Regions from separate parts of the Mus musculus genome. Here region 1 is linked to region 2. A link is a contact called in public HiChIP or PLAC-seq data. All regions are on one chromosome and are shown on one strand. Each heading gives the region's core, a stretch centred on a gene start, on an enhancer-like site or on the middle of the called end of the contact. The rest is flanking DNA. Distances are from core to core; before and after follow the strand shown.

Region 1 (2,700 bases), core at 174-2,673, 280 kb after region 2:
CATAGAGGAGGGGTAGTCCAGTTTGCACCCCTTAGGCTAGTGGGTCCTCAGGCAGTCTCTTTGCCTCCCAGATATCACTATAGCTCCCATCCTGGTCCCCCCACCCCCATGACCTGGGCTGAACAGGGAAGTCCATGCTCCTTTGTGCCACACTGAGCATGGCACTGGTGTTGAGGACACAGCCTTGTACAGAACAATCCAAACGTACTTTCAGGGCTCATAGCCCAGAAGGTATGGGAATAGGAATGGACACAAAGACCACATCAGACATAGGTGAGCTGTGCTATGTGGGGAAGAGAAGGGAACTTCCATGCAGGTACAGGGTCAATGGCCTCTGTACCCCCAAAGTGGTGGTGCTTGTACCAGCCTATGAATTGGGCAAAGTATCCTAAGAACCTGGCTCTGCACATGCAAAGGTCCTGAGGTAGCAAAGTGCTTATGAGCTCAAAGAACAAGGAAGCTCAGCATGACTGGAGTCAAGGCCACAGTGAGGGTTTCTGCTACACCAAAGTCCTACAGACTGAGAAACTATGCCCAGCTGCAAAATGAACGCGAAGGCAAGCCCCATCACCTCTGTGGGCTCAGTTTCCCCTTCTGTAAAATGGAACCTATGCAGATCTGTCACATGGGCCAATGTGTCCGGTGACTGGAGGGCCTATGTAACAGGGATGGATCATCACACAGTAACTCATTTACATCCTGCTGACTGAGTGCCCTGTCCTGCAGAAGCTCGGAGTAGCCTGAGGAGGGAGCACAGGACGGTGAAGGATTAGGAAGATAGCTCTGCTCAGGGTTGTACAGCTCCAAGAAGGAGCCAGAGGTGTTCCTGGGCGATTGTTTTCTTCTTCTGTGCTGGGTATAGAAGCCAGGGCTAGGCAAGCGCTCTACCACCAAGATCTCTCCCCAGCCTTTGAAACAGGGTCTTACTGTGAAACAGACGTTGGCCACGACTCTGAGGGCCTCCTGCCTTCGCTTTGGGAGACTTGGGATAGCGACGCTTTGTTTTACTTTTGTTTGCTTTTGTTGTTGTAGTTTTTCGAGACAGGCTTTCTCTGTGTAACAAGCCCTGGCTGTCCTGGAACTAGCTTTGTAGACCAGAGGAACTCACAGAGATCTGCCTGTCTCTGCTTCCTGAATGCTGGGGTGAAAGGTGTACACCACCTTGCTGGGCCACACACTTCCAGTGCTGGGAGGGCTTTGTGCATGGCAAGCCCTTTACAGACTCCAGTCTAAGTCATTTCTAACAAGTAGAAGTGTGTTGGCTCACTGTTCTGAGGAGATAAGAAGTTCAGGGTCAAAGGGCAACCCCTGGTAAGGACCTAAACTAGTGGATCGAGTTTGAGGGCTAATGTGAAGGGAGGAGGAGGGAGCAAGGGCAAGCAAGGGCAAGCAAGTGAGTTCACACAAAGGTGGTCCAGCCTTAGGACCTACTCTCAATAGCATCACAATGGCCATTACATTCCAGTGGATATTGGAGGACAGACACACTCAGACCACAGCAGGATGCAATTCTGCTGTAGCTGGCCCAGGACGGAGGGAACCCATGTTCTCTGTGACCCCAGAGGGCCAAGCTGGGGCTCCAGAGAGCTTGAGTTGCAAGGAGGGGGGGCAACTGCTAGGGAAGTACTGAGCCCGCCCACCCATCAACACTTTTTCCGAAATAGGCAGTGATTATCTATTGCTTTGTCCCCCCTCCCCCAATTCAGTAAATGTTTGTTACCTCGTGGTTTCTGTGGTCCTGGACTTTCAGAGCAGTTCAGCTAGACATTTGTGGCTCAGTGCCTGTTATGCTGTGGTCATCAGATTGGGAGATGTGTGAGTGTGTGTGTGTGTGTGTGTGTGTGTGTGTGTGTGTGTGTTGGTCCTCAATGCCCATATAAAAGGCCTATCATCACACCTATCATCACAGCACCGGGGAGACAGAGACCAAATAGATCCCTGGGGCTTGCTGCTGAGCCAGCTTAGTGTGCTTGGTGAGGTCCAAGTCCATGGGAAACACTGTCTCAAAAAAAAAAAAGAAAGAAAGAAAGAAAGAAAAACCAAGTGAGCGGTACCTAAGGTACGTACATGAGCTTGACTGCTGGCCTCCACACATATATAGCTGAATAGCATTTGCATACATGTACACAGACAGACAGACACACATACACATTGGATGTTACTGACCCTCAGAGACCTGGCTGGCTGGCATGCGCTCTCCTCTAGGGAGCCCTTTCATCGCCCCAGTAACTACTAATCTCTCCCCACCCTGGGCTGCGCCCCAGCTTTGACACTCCCTGGGATGTGTGTTTATGTGTTTTCTAATTGCTGTGTGTATTTCTGCCTCTCGGACTTGACCACAGGCTTGAGCGACTGTGTGAGTCAGAGCAGGCCCCATAAAGGCTGGAGGAATTGAATTAAATGTGCTGGCGGTGGCTGCGTTCTGACCATTCTGTTGTGCTGTTTGCCAGCCTGACCTTCCAGGATGCGCCCTCAGCAGAGGGCAGAGTGAAACGAGCCTCCAGGGTCTGCCTACTCTTAGCCAGAGCTCTCAGCCAAAGGGCAGGTCAGCAGGCCCCCTGTGCCACCTTCTCCAAACCCCTCAGGCCAACCTGGTGACGTCTTGCCTGCTGAACAGGCAGTTAGAGATAGTGTCCCCTGAGCGTGGCACCAACCAGAGGCTTTGGGAAATGGTGGCAAATTAGAAACCTGAGGGGCAGC
Region 2 (2,700 bases), core at 167-2,666:
TTTCTTGGCACTGGTGACTAAACCCAGGTTCATGCATGCTGTGCTCTTAACCCCTGAACCCTCTTACTGTTTGTTTGTTTGTTTGTTTGTTTGACTAGATTTATTTATGTGTATGAGTGTGTTTTGTCTGCATGTATTAGGTGTGTGCACTACATATGTGCCTGATGTCTGTGGAATTCAGAAGAGGGCATCAGATGCCCTGGAACTGGGGTTGCAGACAAAAGGTTGTTAGGTTGGCTGCCGGGAACCTTCCCCACGAGCAGCAAATGCTCTTAATTGCTGAGCCAACCCCTACTTTTATGTTTTCATTTTTATGTCTGTGTGTTTCTGTGTGTGGTGTTTACATGTTATATATTCATGTATGTACATGACTACAGAGGCCAGAGGTCCACGTCAAGTGTCTTTCTCAAACACTCTCCACCTTATTTTTTTGAGACAGGCCCTCTCCCTGAACCTAAATGTAAGACACCCCCCCACCCCACCCCACCCCACCCCGCACCCCCACACCCCGCACCCCCGCACCCTGAATCCTCTTATTTCTTACACCTGTGTTGGGATTACAGGCATGCCCGACATGCCCAAACATCTTCATGGGCGCTGGGGACCTGAACAGGCCTCACGCCTGTGTAGCAAGCACCTCCCTGAGCATTTTCCCAGTCTTGAACACTTTTATTTTAAAGATGAAGAAGCCAAGCCTTAGTGAGAGTCCATTGCCTCAGAGAGGACATAGCTAGACCCAGGCTCTCCAGAGAAGCATGGGGGTCAGTCCAGGGCTCTTTCAGGGCACCCTACATTCTCTAAACTTCTGCCTTCTCCTCATTAATTGTTTTGCTTAGGACTCCTCAGCTGGCTCAGACCAGTTGTGGCTTAATTCCCAACCAAATTCCCAGTTTTAGACTAACTTCTTGCCCTTCCCTATGAGAATTCTCTAACTTGGGGTCACCTCTGACCAAGAGTGCCCCTGCTTTCTCGATGCTGCGTCTCGCCTGCGCAGCCTGCCTGGGATGCCTTCCTTCTTCTTGTCATTTATGAAGACTAAGGTTATGTTCCACTCTCTCTCTGAGAAGTATACCCTGATTTTTCCAACACACAAAACTTTTTCCCATCTCTGAACTAATGCAACACATTCATGGAGAAACCTTTGCATTTGGCAAGACCTGCAGGATGGTGCTTTGTGCAATGGCAAGTGCCAGAAAGGGCTGGCTCCTTATCTCTGACTCTGCAGTTCTGCAGGTATCAGGTCTTGTAGAGGACCATAGCCCGTAGCTGTCCCTATTGTCTCAGGATGCTCTGTGAGCATGCCCCCGAGCTGCCTGGAGGGTGGGGGTGGGGGTGTGGAGGGGAGCTAGTCTGCAGAAACTGCTCTGCCTGTCCCTTCCCTGATGTTTACTTGGCCCAGAGGCCTGACTTGATGAAACCCAGCCCCGTTGCTGAGCACCTTGGGAGGCCTCCTTCCAGGGTCCCTCTGTGCTCAGACAGTGGCCCTTTGTGGAGGAGAGGGAGTGGATTGAAAGAGGAGACTCTGGAAACCTTTCCCTCCCCTGCCTCCGGCAGCCTCCAGCAGCAGCTCTGGACTGTCCTGTGCCTGGGTGGCCTCTGCTTCAAGCTGGAGGCTGGTGAGGTGAGGCAGGGCCTCTAGGCTGCCAGCTAGGCCGGGAGAGTGAGGAGGGGGTCCCACAAGGATGGTCCATTGAACCAAAGCCTGCTTTAACACTCTGCAGGCTGCTTACTATAGATTCTCCAAAGAGGATTCTTTCCCGCCTCTACAGGCCAGGGGACACGTTCCTCATCAGCCCGGAACCAGGAGGCTCCCAGGCTAGCATAGAATGTTACGCTTTGTCCCTTTCATCCAAACCTTAGGGACTCCTATACCCAGTAAAAAGATGGGGAATCTTAACATGGAATGCCAAGCCTGCCGTAGTAGGAGTCAGAGAAAGCGGGCCACCAGTGTACTGCCAATGTGGTAGTGAAAGAAGAACCCCCAGCCAGGTGTGGTGGTGGCACACCCGCAATCCATAATCCTAGCACTTGGCAGGTGAGGGCAGAATTACTGTGAGGTTGAGGCTAGGCTGTGTCACAAGATGATATCCACAACCCCCCCCCCAAAAAAAAATGGGCTGGAAGTGGCTTAGAGAGTAGGACCACTGGCTGAGCAAGCTGAACTACTCAGGACCCGTGTGGAAAGACAGATGTGCTAGTTAGTGTACATCTCTAATCCCACTGTTCCGAGAGGGGAGGGGTGGGGCGGGAATCTGAGAGCTGGGCTGGAGTATTCACTGGAGGAGAGGGAACAAGAAAAACCCTGCTTCAAAACAAACCAAAAAGGGAGAACTACCTCCCTGAAGGGGTCCTCTGACACACACACACACACACACACACACACACACACACACACACACACACACACACACACACACACACACACACCACCACCACCACAACAACCCACGAACAATTAAACCAAGCAAAAAAGGAGCAGTCAGAGGCTTGGATTCCAGTCCCTGCTGAGCCACTTTCTGGATGATATCAGCCAGCGGCTTCCCTTTTCTCTGCCCCAGCTTCTCAATGCACAATCACAGAGGCGGGATAGATAGCTAGCAAGGAGTTTTGCAATCCTGATTCCCCCACCCCACCCCAATTCTTTGATCACTGAGAAGAAAGGGAGGAGTGAGTGGGCTGGAAGCAGGTGACTGGCATGCT

What was found. HiChIP or PLAC-seq counts read pairs in DNA pulled down with a chosen protein or histone mark.
Region 1: a contact with region 2 is called in an H3K4me3 HiChIP or PLAC-seq map of embryonic stem cells, with 2.1 times the contacts expected there. The contact joins two enhancer-like sites. A contact is called at or near these places in 14 of 39 promoter capture datasets (the 3T3-L1 cell line, 3T3-L1-derived adipocytes, the C10 cell line and 8 more), 8 of 484 Hi-C or Micro-C datasets (the G1E-ER4 cell line, cerebellum, embryonic stem cells and 1 more), 4 of 115 datasets of contacts at active chromatin or transcription factors (bone marrow-derived dendritic cells and embryonic stem cells) and 1 of 9 other capture datasets (embryonic stem cells).

What each region holds. Positions count from the first base shown.
Region 1 is chr2:156,689,603-156,692,302 of GRCm38.p6, forward strand. All of the region lies in intron 2 of Dlgap4 (DLG associated protein 4), which reads left to right. Among named protein-coding and RNA genes, the nearest start is that of Gm34111, 17 kb to the right of the region's middle. Within about 2 kb of position 1,424, at least 11 of the 459 cell types and tissues checked have an H3K27ac peak or open chromatin away from gene starts, as enhancers often do. A contact at or near this core is called in embryonic stem cells, where this site is marked.
Region 2 is chr2:156,405,680-156,408,379 of GRCm38.p6, forward strand. No RefSeq gene overlaps it. Among named protein-coding and RNA genes, the nearest start is that of Gm14170, 5.7 kb to the left of the region's middle. Within about 2 kb of position 1,417, at least 60 of the 459 cell types and tissues checked have an H3K27ac peak or open chromatin away from gene starts, as enhancers often do. A contact at or near this core is called in embryonic stem cells, where this site is marked.